2 separate regions of the Anas platyrhynchos genome follow, and region 2 is linked to region 1. The links are chromatin contacts, called in public Hi-C maps. All regions are on one chromosome and are shown on one strand. The core of a region is the stretch at or near the end of the contact, and the rest is flanking DNA. Distances in the headings are between cores, read along the strand shown.

The links. A called contact is a pair of places that touch in the nucleus more often than the background predicts.
Region 2: a contact with region 1 is called in a Hi-C map of F1 follicle, with 6 times the contacts expected there. The contact joins two enhancer-like sites. A contact is called at or near these places in 5 of 8 Hi-C or Micro-C datasets (F1 follicle, liver, skeletal muscle and 1 more).

Annotation. Positions count from the first base shown.
Region 1 is chr4:77,397,760-77,403,532 of IASCAAS_PekinDuck_T2T, reverse strand. No RefSeq gene overlaps it. Among named protein-coding and RNA genes, the nearest start is that of DNAAF9, 10 kb to the right of the region's middle. Within about 2 kb of position 2,477, at least 2 of the 8 cell types and tissues checked have an H3K27ac peak or open chromatin away from gene starts, as enhancers often do. A contact at or near this core is called in F1 follicle, where this site is marked.
Region 2 is chr4:77,474,940-77,480,712 of IASCAAS_PekinDuck_T2T, reverse strand. The region is part of intron 3 of ATRN (attractin); the gene reads right to left. Among named protein-coding and RNA genes, the nearest start is that of ATRN, 39 kb to the right of the region's middle. Within about 2 kb of position 2,217, at least 4 of the 8 cell types and tissues checked have an H3K27ac peak or open chromatin away from gene starts, as enhancers often do. A contact at or near this core is called in F1 follicle, where this site is marked.

The DNA.
Region 1 (5,773 bases), core at 1,228-3,727:
TTATTTCTTTCCCTCACTGATGACAAGCACGTCACCTCAGCCGTTTCTGGAGAGGGCAAGCACTGTGCCACCCCGCTGAATTTTGCTGTACAAGTTGTTTTCCTGTTGCATCTTGTGGCTTAGTTGTGGCTCTTGGTTCCCATACCCGATTTTAGGACTTGGTCTGTGTGCCATAGGAGCGCACTCGAGAATCTGCCTCCACGTTTCCAGCCCCAAGGTCTGCAAAAGAGGGCACGCTACAACACGGGGACACTGGGGAAGCAATAAAACCTTAAACATGCTGGTGTTATCAAGTGGGGTATATCCCCCTCCTACCCCTCAGCAGCACGTGCAGATAGCCAATCTCCTTCCCTGATGAAAAAATATATTAAAAGTCTTATTTATTTCCCATATAGATACTGCTTCATTAACTTCTCGCTACTGGGTGTCAATTTTGTCTTTCTCTGCTCTGTAATATCCAAGATCTGCTGTGTAGGTAATTCCTACGGCCGACACGCCACAGCATTTCTGCAGGGGCTACGTTGGCTGTGTCAAAACTTTGGATGGGAGGAATTTTTGAAGCAAATTATCTGGTGGTGCAGCTGGGTTTGTGCTGCTGTCGGTGGGCATGCCCCGTCCGTGGCACTCTCTCTCGAGCCCCGTTGTGCCATCCTGGGTTAGATGAGCCCTTTGGGCTTTGTGCTGTGACTGCATAAATGTTTGGCACGGGGAGCAGGCAGGAAAAATGCTTTTCACCTTTAACAAGGGGAATTAATCACTGAGGAGACAGGTTCAGCATCCCCCAGGAATGACACCGCTGTGACTCCTTTACGCAGAGTCCTTCTCCCCCAACATCTTTTGGGAGTTTCTCATCTGTGATTGCTCCCCCGACTACATTTGAGGATGGCATTGCTATTTTTCTTTCCAGCCAGTTCCCAAGCACCTGCTGTTGTCGGGTTTTAGGGCCAGGGCACTTTGTGTGTGCCTGGTACAGAGGCGGGCACTGGCTAAAGGGATCTCCCCCCTCCACTGCAGCCACTCTTGTGCTCCTAGGAATAAATAGCTGACCACAAATTAAAACAGATTAAATTAAAACCGGCTTTTAAGACACCAAACGACGCAACAGCCACTGTTTGTAGAAAAGCCCCAGAAATGAGCATCCATGCAGAAGCCAGGAGGGTGATTATTGAAGTTTCCAGCTCCTGCCTCACGCTATGGGGCTCCCTTTGGGATCCCATACGCTACCTTTAGGGGTCCAGAAGGAAGAAGCTGCTGCCGTCAAACACAGGGCACATTTTGAGGATACAGAGAGGAAAACATCCCCGGCTCTGCAGTAGCCACGGGAGGCAAAGCACCACGCTATGTTTCATAGTCAGCTTTGCACCTTTATTGTGCATATGCTGCCTCCTGGTGCCTGCAAAGCGAGGCGCTGAGCAGCTTTCCTCCAAGAGGCACGAAGCCACCAGAGAGCCAAAAATGCCAGCTCCCACCTTGCATGCACCCAGCCCCAGAGGCTTTTGGGCTGTTTGGTAGTGAATTCGGGCCAGGCTCTGCTGTTTCTGCTCGCAGCAGACAGAACCAAACCCACTGATGCACGAACAGAGAGGTTTTTGCAAGGCCACGTCCTGGGAGGCGAAACCTTCCCCGTGCAAGTCCCAGCTTCCTACACGAGCAAAATTTTCTCGGATGTGTGATCACTTTGGAGGTGTTATTTAAGTTAACAATAAGATATGTTGAAATTAATCAAAATGTGATACTTTTAAGTTAATAACCATGAAGCCTTTTGTAGCCCAAGCTCCCCTCAGTAGCATTTCGGGTGAAAACCCAGCACCAGGTGGGGTTTAGCACAGACAGCTGGCGTTCGGGGCTCTTCCTCGTGAATCATTGTCTGCCCTGCTTTTTGCTTTGCCTAAATCTTCTTCAGCTCAAGAAATGGCCGGTCACCCACGCCAAAACTCCCGATATTCACAAGCCACATCCTCCAGCTGTGCGATTTTGTGCCTCATGTTGGTGGCTGCGCGGCAGCGGAGCGGCTCCTGGCTCTGTGGATGAGCACGGACTTGTCAGGTTTGGCTGTAGAAAAATTAATAGAGCCGAAGGGAAACTTCATGCAGAATGGGAAATGTAAATTAATAGAAAGAAATGCATGCTGCCTCCTATTAAATGGAGAAAAAGCCATCCCAAGGCAATCTGCTCCTGCAGAGCATCTGCTGGGGCTGCTCCCACGACGTGCCCCGTCGTGCGACCAGGCTGTCCTCACCTCTAGGCAACCCCCGTGAGTTCTTGGTATTTTCTCTTGGGACTTGCTAAGAAAAGGTTGGTTTCTTCCTAAGAAAAAGCTGTTGGTGGCTGATTGCAGGGTGATTTACAATGCAATCGCAGTGCTAGCAACCTGCCCTTGGATTGCTCTAAATCATCTGCATCACGAGCTTTACAAAGGCTGCCACGCCACCCTTGCACTGCATGAAGATAAGCGAGGGCTGGTGATTTCACGGTTTTTGCCTTGAAATAAAACGTCAGCAGTGAAATCCCAGCCCCTTGGCCCTGCTGTGCTGCCAGAGCTCGGCCCTGCCGTGGTGAAAGCAATGAGATCCTCCAAGGTGAAGCCGTGCGTGGTACGGTCCTGGCTCATCTCCTAAACCCATGACAGCAAAGTTGACTTGACCGCCAACTGCAGAGGCTGATAGAGCAGAGGCAGAGCTCCAGACCTGAAAATTCAAAGGGTTTTAAAAGTCAGCGTGTGCTTTTACCCCAAGCAACCTCCCTTGCTGTAGCCAACTCATCCTAAAGCTCCTGTGGAGCCACAGACACCGTGCCTGCTCCCTCGTGACAAAGGCCAGGTGCAATGACATTTTTGAAGTAGATCCTGCTTGGCTCTAGTTGTCACATTTGGGATGACATTAGAGCCCAGGGAGGTGACACAGAGCTGGGTGTAAGGGCTGGTTTAAAAATGAAATGAATTTCCAAGTGAATGTCCTCTTCCCTAAGCTAAAGGTACGTTTTGTGGGTTTCCTGCTTCACAGCCAGCTTGGAGCTGCGGGGATTTCATGCGGAGCTGGGACATCAAACCCAGATCACCAAGGCACCATCATCATTTTCATGGAAATGGAAATAATTTGCACTGAATATGAACACAAAATCTAGGTGGAAACCAGGCAGAGACAGGTCTTCAGCACGGAGCGATGTGAACATTCCCCTTGCTCACCCACCTGGCTGTGCCCAGCCCTCTGGCTGCTTCGCCAACAACAACCATCTCCAATGAGCCATCTGGTTGTAAAAAACACACACAAAAAAACCATGATTTTTGGCCTTTGCAAGGTTTCTGTCACTTGCCTTTCAGAGCAGCCCAGGGCTGTGCCTTGCAAGCGCCTGTGCTGCTAGAAGTAGTGGCACATTGTGGTTTCATGAGCTGCCCCAAACACATTTGGCTTGAAATTAGTGTTGCCAGGAGGCCGTCAGGCAAAACCCCAACTGAGCTCCTTTGTTTTGGGGGTAGGCAACAGCAATAAATCGCCCGTTTCACTCAACAGCTCGCTTCCCTTTTGTTCCCCGTTAAAGACCAAGCAAGGTGATGCCCCGGATGAAAAGCTCTGGGTGAAGGCAGACGAGGGGAATGTCAAGGTCAAAGACGGGCGATTCCTCACACCCCTTCTGCTGCCACTGGAAGAAGACATCTCCTTTTGGCAGGACATCACTTTAATATCCACATTTTAGCTTCCTTTAGGCAGTAAATAGCGACTTGCTGTCCCCGATCGCATCTTAAGTGTCCTGTTTTATGCAGGAAGACATCGGTTTTCCTTGATTTTGTTCTGTTTAGGAAAAAAAAATATCATAAAAAAAGCTCTTCCTTTGTCTCCCGGAGAACAAAGAAACGTGAGCACGCTGTTGGAACAGGGAGGGCTGAGCCCATCCCCAGGGTAAAGGCACTGCCTTAATAGGGTTACATGCAGCAGAAATTTGGCTCCGAGTGTGTAATCACCGCCTGAATTAATGAAAAAAGGGCTTCTTTGGAGCAGGTTGAATAGCGCAGCTGCGGCAATTATCTCGTCACTCATCAGCATGATGACAAAATTAGTTCCAGATATAAAAACCGGCCAATGGAGGCGAGACACCTATGGTTTATTTATTTTCCCAGCTAATGACACTGGAGGTTGCCTTTCTGTCCCCATATGTTCCTCGCAGCCCCTGCCGCATGCTTGCGGCTCGCAGCAAAGCCCTCAGGGTTCACGCCAGGCAAGGCAGGGACCTGGGAAGGTTTTTTTTTTTGGTGTCAATTTGCTCCTTTTGGGGAAATCTGCCCTGGCTCTGCCTGGGCTCACCCGGCCAGCCCCCCAGCTGGGGATAGGGGGGGCTGAACTGTCCCCCAGACTGCAGTGTGCATGGATATTTGCCCCTCTCTGGGGACCCACAGAAATGTTGTGGCTTTTAGGATAATTACCAGCTTCGTGGGGCCAGTAATAACCAAGATGGGCAACGGTATTTTTGGGAGAAGCTATACACAAAGGGCTCTTGTGAGTGAAGAAGAAGAAAAAAAAAAATGTGCAATAAGACCAAGAAATTTTGTTGCCTGTTTCACAGGATTACAGACAATATCCCCCTCCTGCACTGCCCGATGAGGGCTGTTGTTGAGAAGCGTTATTTCCAGGCAAATTGGCAGCAAAACTGCCCCAGGAGATGGAAAAAAATAATGATTTTCGTTCAGGGAAGAGAACCATAGGGGACCAAGAGTGAAATGCAGCACATTGGTTGCTCTTAGACCTCAAATCAGCCCCTTTGAGCATCTGGAGCTTTGTGCACAAGAGCACCAAGACCCTCGGATCCCTGCTGTGCTCTCTTCATAGTGTGATGATGGATTTTGCTACCTGATGGTGTATCAGCGATGCTGCAAGCTGGCATCCTCCTGCTTGCCATCATCCCTTGGTGTGCACACATCATCTTGGCCAGGTTCTGCCCCAGGCTCGGTGCAAGATGACCCCAACAAGCTCTTTGACCCCCCAAATGTCCCCTACATGTTTCGCAGGGGCAGCCCCAAACCTCAGACAGCTGGTTAAGGTTTTATTCTGGATTTTGGGGGACTTTAGGTGGTGGCCACCTTCATTTAAATTACCTGCAGGACTGGAAGCTTCTATAGGAGGAAAGATTGCAATAGCTGCTGCTGGTTCACTGCACTCTCCCTTTGAAGAAGGCTTGTAAGAAGCTGCATGGAAAAATACGCAATGTGTTAGAAGACCTTTTTTTTTTTTAATATTATTATAATTCAGAGGCATGCAGAGATGTGGCTTAAATGACATTTAAATCCCAGTTTTGCTTGTGTGCCCTGCTTCCTTGCGTGAGCAGCTCCCGGGGCCCATTCTGTGCATTGTATGGCCAGCTGACAAGCAGAGCCACATAAATAACCCAGCTGCTGCTGGCGGGTGTCACGCATGACTGCCAGGAAAGGCTGACAATGCCCCTTTTCCCCAAGGAAAGCTGGCGAGGGTGAGCCGAAGCGGTGGGAAAACCCTCGGGAAGAGGCTGCCCGGCCAGCTCCATGCTCCGTTTCTCGGGGAACGGGCAAAGCAGCCGCCAGTCAAAGCCGGTGACCTTGGGTGACGGCAAAAAAGTGAATTTGCCCCGTGGGATTTAGCCGCCCCGCCTGCGTCGCTGCTGGGCGATGGGGCGGCCGCTTTTTTGGGGGCGAAATAGGAGAAAACATTGTCTCGCGTGTGAAGAACCCGTGGCGGCACAGCCCAGGGATGTGGTGCTGTTGGTAGCGCTGACAATAAAGAAAGGAATGCCTCTGGGATTCCCGGCG
Region 2 (5,773 bases), core at 968-3,467, 77 kb before region 1:
TGGGACTCCAAAGATCAGGCTGATGGTTGGCCTGGTGGGATCTTGAAGCTCCTTTCCAGCCTAGAAGATTCTGTTATTCTACTCGAGGCACAGCACAGATTGATACAACGGTTTGCCAAAATACTTGAATAAACTGAAAAGGGGAATGAACGTCTCTTGAAAAAAAATGAACTACAAGCTATTTGCCTATTGCACAAGACGGTCAGTATCTGAAAGGGAATGTTTACCCTGCTTTTGACAGAAGCCTGACAACAACAAAACAAAGCCAGTTCCTCCCTCAGACAAAAGCCATGAGAACAGCCACGAACCTGAAGTCTATTGAATGCCTTTAAGCCTTTATCTAAGCAAAGCGCATTGACTACCACCTATTAATAGCCAGCTCTTATTTTTCTGACACAGAACCCTCTTCCCCAGCAGCCCGAGTCCTTTTTCAAACAAAAGGCCAAGCTGACGCCTTAAAAGCAGAGCCCAAAAGGCTGGGCACAGCCCGTCAGGCCAGGCTGCAGGCAGGCAGCACACACGGCAGCAGGGAAAAGCAGAATTTTTCTCATTAAAAGCTCTCCTTTATCCTCTTTTTGGCCATGTTCAGAACAGAGAGCTTCCTAGGATGGGGTAAACGCATCTCTATGCCTATGGAAGATGCTCAGAGCTGTGGGCAGCAACCCATGCACATCACCCGTAAAGCACTATTTGTGGCCACAATTTTTCTGTCCCCATGATACGATACAATGATAGAGAGAGAATAACAGACACCCCGTGATCTTTATCAGCTTTTATTATAAACAGGGGGTGCTTGCACCACGAACAACAGATGAACATTACCTATGAGAGGGTAAATGTACAAGTTGTCCAACGGCCCTTCGTGCACGACTCGGAGGCTGCTGACACGAAGGCATGCTTCAAATCACCAACATGCCATAAAAACACAGGAACCTCAACTCATGTTTTGGCTAACCAGCTCCAGCACACTTGCAGATATGTAGCTCAATAAATATTTCCATGTGCGAAAGCCAATTATTTTTTCCCTTTCAGATCCCACGGATACGGGATTAAAAGGCAAAACACACTGAATTTTTTTTTTTCTCCGTGCGTAAGAGGTGCCTGTTTTGTTCTGAAATTTGAGACTTCTGATCTGAAGATCATCTCTCCCCAAAGACCATCTCCCGAAACATCAAAGAACAAAAAGCCTAATAAACTTCTCTTTGCTGTTTGGTTCATATATAGCTTTCCTTTGTAATGCAAACCGTCGGACAGTACGCCTCCACCGCAGGAAAACAGACATCTGAGTGTAAGTCAGGGGAAGGCAAACTACAGCTCGGGGACCAAAGGAGAAAATTCCTTTGTTCTGTTTTATTCTTCTTTGGTCTTATTCTTGCAGCACGTATCACTGATATTACCAGGCAATTCGGCTGGACGGCCTGCAGCAGGGAGAAAAACGGCAGCAAACACAAGCCAAAGGACAGAACAGACAGCAGTGATGAAAAGAGACAAAATCCCCCCAAATAACTGTCCCTAATAAAATGACCAACACAGGAGTGGTGTTGGTTTTCTCTTAGAAATCTCTGTTTTGGGATTTGCTTGGGCAGAAGGCAGGTACCTCTGCAGAATTAGCTCTCCCTCTTCCTTACCGTATTTTTCTGCTTTCCTGAGGACAAACAACGTGAGGGACCTTCCCTGGGTGCCAGTGACATTTACCGAGACACAGACGTGGCCAGGCTTGGATAAGAAAAGCAATTTTAGCGTCACAGGAAGTTTTATAGAAGCTATTGAGTAGTAGAGAAAAATTCCTAACAAACACAATGACTTGTGCGACTCCTGTGTAAACACCCTAAGGGGATGATATCCCACCTGTACAAGTTTTAAAAGTCCTAATGAAATTTAAGTGCTAGATTAAAGTAATTTTGTTCAGAGAAAGCAATGAACACAACAATACAGAAAGCACAGAACACAACAATAACCATCAGGTACTCAAACACAAAGGTCAAACTTCAAAAACTGTGCATAAATCAGTGCGCACAGCATCATTTTAAAGAAACCAGCGCACAGAATATTGGCATTATCTGCCACAGAAAGTCCTCTAGGCAGACTCCGAATGATAATGGATCACAGACAACTTCCTCTAAACGACAATCCAGAATCTCTCCGACTCGGCCAAGATTAGCCTATTGCACAATGCACCATCCCTCTCTCGTTTTAAAAGCTTTCCAACCATTTCACAATCACCACTACTCCAAAGCAAACAAATACTCCTACTCAGCTAAATTGCCCAATGACCCTGCTTCTGAGAAGTTGAAAGGCAAGCCCGTTTTGCCCTGAAATACTCCTATTTTGTGCACTGGACTTGTAGAGCCAGCGGCAGTCAAAACAACCGCTAGGACACCCAACTTCACTATCGCCTGCATCGTGCCTTGCTCTCTTCCCACTGCACCATGTAGCAATGGGAATTAGTTAAAAAAAATGACATCTCCTCTATTACTTTTCCATCATTTGCTATGCAAGCATCGCAAGAAGCGCGTGTTCATCCTTTTCTCTTGAGACACAACCTGCCAGCACAGCAGAGATAAAAAGCACACGGAGCTCTGCGGCTGCCTCGACAGAAACCAGTCGAAAAGATGGAGCTGTTAAAGGAGAGGGGGGAAATGCAGAATCCAGATCACAGAAGCAAAAGGATAAAGGTGACACCAAAACATTGGTGTTATATTGGCTTTCCCATCTACTGACATGCAGTGCAAAATCATTCTTTTTCTCTTTAGTGTTGAGTACTGGGAGTCAACTGGGGGCAAGTGCGCAAAACCACACCTGATTACAAAACGCTCCGTGCTTGTCAGCCACGCTCACAAGAGCAAAAACAACAATAAACAACCCCAAAATAGAAGTTACAAAAGATGAAAAACAAATCAATGCCAAAAAGAAAAGCAGGGGAGGGATAAGGAAGCATCTCAAATTTCTTGTCGTAAAGGAAAAGCTAACATTCTTGTGCAACAAGATGACTCCCAAAAGCAGACTATTTTTTAGGAAACGAAGCAATTGCAGTAATACTTAGAAAAATCTGATTACTGAGATCTGGCAATACCGTAAAATATTTTTTTTTTCTTGAAACCATCTTCTCCTGTTGCAATATGCAAAAACGCAGAAGCTGCAGCAGCAGCACAGGGCATGCCCTGCTCACAGGGCCCACCAGAGCAACAGGGCTTGTCCTAAGAAATTCAATTCTTATGTGTTGCATTTCGTCCCCGAAACAGCAGAACAAGTTGTAAACGTATTAAAGTTTGTCTCAGGAGCCTGTCAATAAGTTTTAGCGATGACGCCATGTGGTGAGTGTGACTGTAAAAGCCAAATTTCGAAAGAACATGAGCTGAAAAGCCTCAAAAGCAAAAACATTTTTTTTTGCCATAATAATGAAGTAGTTTTAAAGTTTAAAAAAATGATTTTAATATCTAACCATCATCTTTCTCTCCGGGATATTCGCCAAGGTGTTAATGCTTTTCCCTTTAAAAATAAAAATCAAAAAAGTCTGTTATCATTTAATACCTGTGAAGCTCAGTACAGGATATTTGAATTAATGGAAGGAAAAAAAAAAAACACAATATCTATCACAGTTTAAGAGAAAAGAAAGAAGAAACAGAGGATGAGGAAACTTTCTGTTCTAAACTCCTCACATATCTCAGTTTAACTTACTGGATTTATCTTCTCAAAACCTTGAAAGAGAAACTCTTTGTTCACCTTGTCAAACTGATCTGATGTTTTCTGAGGGGATTACAGGTTTAGTGAACAGAAGCAGTTCTGATACAGCGCATTTACATTTCTCTAAGAAATCTGACTTCCCACCACAAAGATATTTTGATTGATCAATTCTCACACGTTCAAAGCATCAGCTGGCTCACTGGCAAGCTCACGGAGTCGATGTAAACAGGAGAACATCATTTGGAGGTAAATTTCTAGCCAAATCCCAAATACCTTTCCTCTTCAACTTGTATCAGGTTTTTTTCAGTCAATACCCTGAAAGGTGTTGTGGATCCAAAGAAGGCAAGTAGAGCAGAATACTAAATACTTGGAGGTATTGCTAAATGGTGAAGGGAAGGGATCGTCCTGCTCTGCTCCGCACTGGTGTGGCCTCACCTCGAGCAGTGTGCGGTTTGGGCACCACAATATAAGGACATGAAGCTGTTAGAGAGCATCCAAACGAGGGCCACAAAGATGGTGAAGGGTCTGGAGGGGAAGATGTGTGAGGAGCAGCTGAGGTCACTTGTTTTGTTCGGCCTGGAGGAGGTTTTGAAGCTGAGAGAGCAACAAAATGCCAGCATTAAGCAGTCCCTTTGTCACACAAAGCATTGACACCCACACTCTGCCTATCCACGCAGCCCACAAGCACTGCTTCTTCCTACGTTGGTTAGGCCTCTGGATACTCCCTAACACAAATAATACTGACTCAAAGTGTTTTGCACCTTTCTCAGCATCAATAATCCTCATTCACAACCCCCCTGCCATGATGAGGTGATCATTAGCTCTAATCAATGGAACCAAGCTGACCGCAAGGTGTAAGCAGGGCTTGCAGCTTAGTTCAGGACGGGCACTGAGGATAAAGCAGAAGAAAAGCACGAGTATTTACATGTGCCTGTGGCAAAGAAATCGGGGTTTGAGGGAATAAAAAGAAAACACACTGCAAATAGGAACAGGAGAAAGAGGGAGGGCAGAGGAGATGCGACGTGCCTGCACAGGGAAGGACACGAGGTTCAGAACAAGAAGTTTCTGTCTAACTTGGTGAGGAAAGTGGAGCCAAGAGCTCTCATGAGACCACACTGATTCCAGTTGGAGGCTCCCAGTAGGAAACACAAACTGGAGCAAGTCCAGCTGATGGCCAGGGGCCGAGCACACAACCTGTGAGGAGAGGCAGGAGGGGAGAGGTTTGCTTGGCCTAAGGCCAGGAGGCTGAAGATGGGGTGAAGCCACCCAAGGGGCGATGAGCAGAGGAGGCAGCACCAGAAGAGGATCACAGCAAAAGGACATGAGGCAGAAGTTGACAGGAAATTCTGATTAGATATTAGGAAAAGATTATTTTTTCCCATGAGGGTAAGCACTGGAGCACTGGCTCAGAGAAGGGATCTCCGTCCCTAAGAGCTGCCCACAACTTCACTGGACAAGAACTGGAGGAAGGGCCCGATCCAGCTCCCAAGCCGGCCTTGCTTTGGACTGGGGACCAGATCAGAGACTTCCAAGGGGCCCTTCCAACCCAAACCATCCCATGTTCTGCACCCAATCCCAAATCTGGGCTAAGTGCCACATTCACAGGAATTAGCCAGAGGAAGATGAGCTCTTCCCATTTTCCTGAGGGCTTTCATACCAGCTCAGCAAACAACCATGGGGTGGCCGCCACCACCACAACCCGCCATGTGGTGCCGAGCGGCCTGTGAGGGGCTTTGGAGCCACCTCACAAAGCACGGAGCCACACCCTCACAAAATAATATAATTTTTTGAGGAGGAAAAACACCCTGCGATGACCAGCACGAACTGAAGACATGCCCAAGAACAGCTCCAGTAAATGTTTAACACGGAGTTAAAAACGACGACGAAGTTTACAGGCGATGAGTGTATTTTATCCACTTCGGATCTCTTTGTACTGCGCAGATGAGCACACTGGATTTTTATTACCTCCGCATTCCTTTGCTGCATTTTTGAAGTAACATATTTATACGGTCTCATGTTGCCTATGACCACAAACATAAATGAGCAAAAATATTTTTAACTCTGCTCAATAAAAGAAAAAATGAATGTA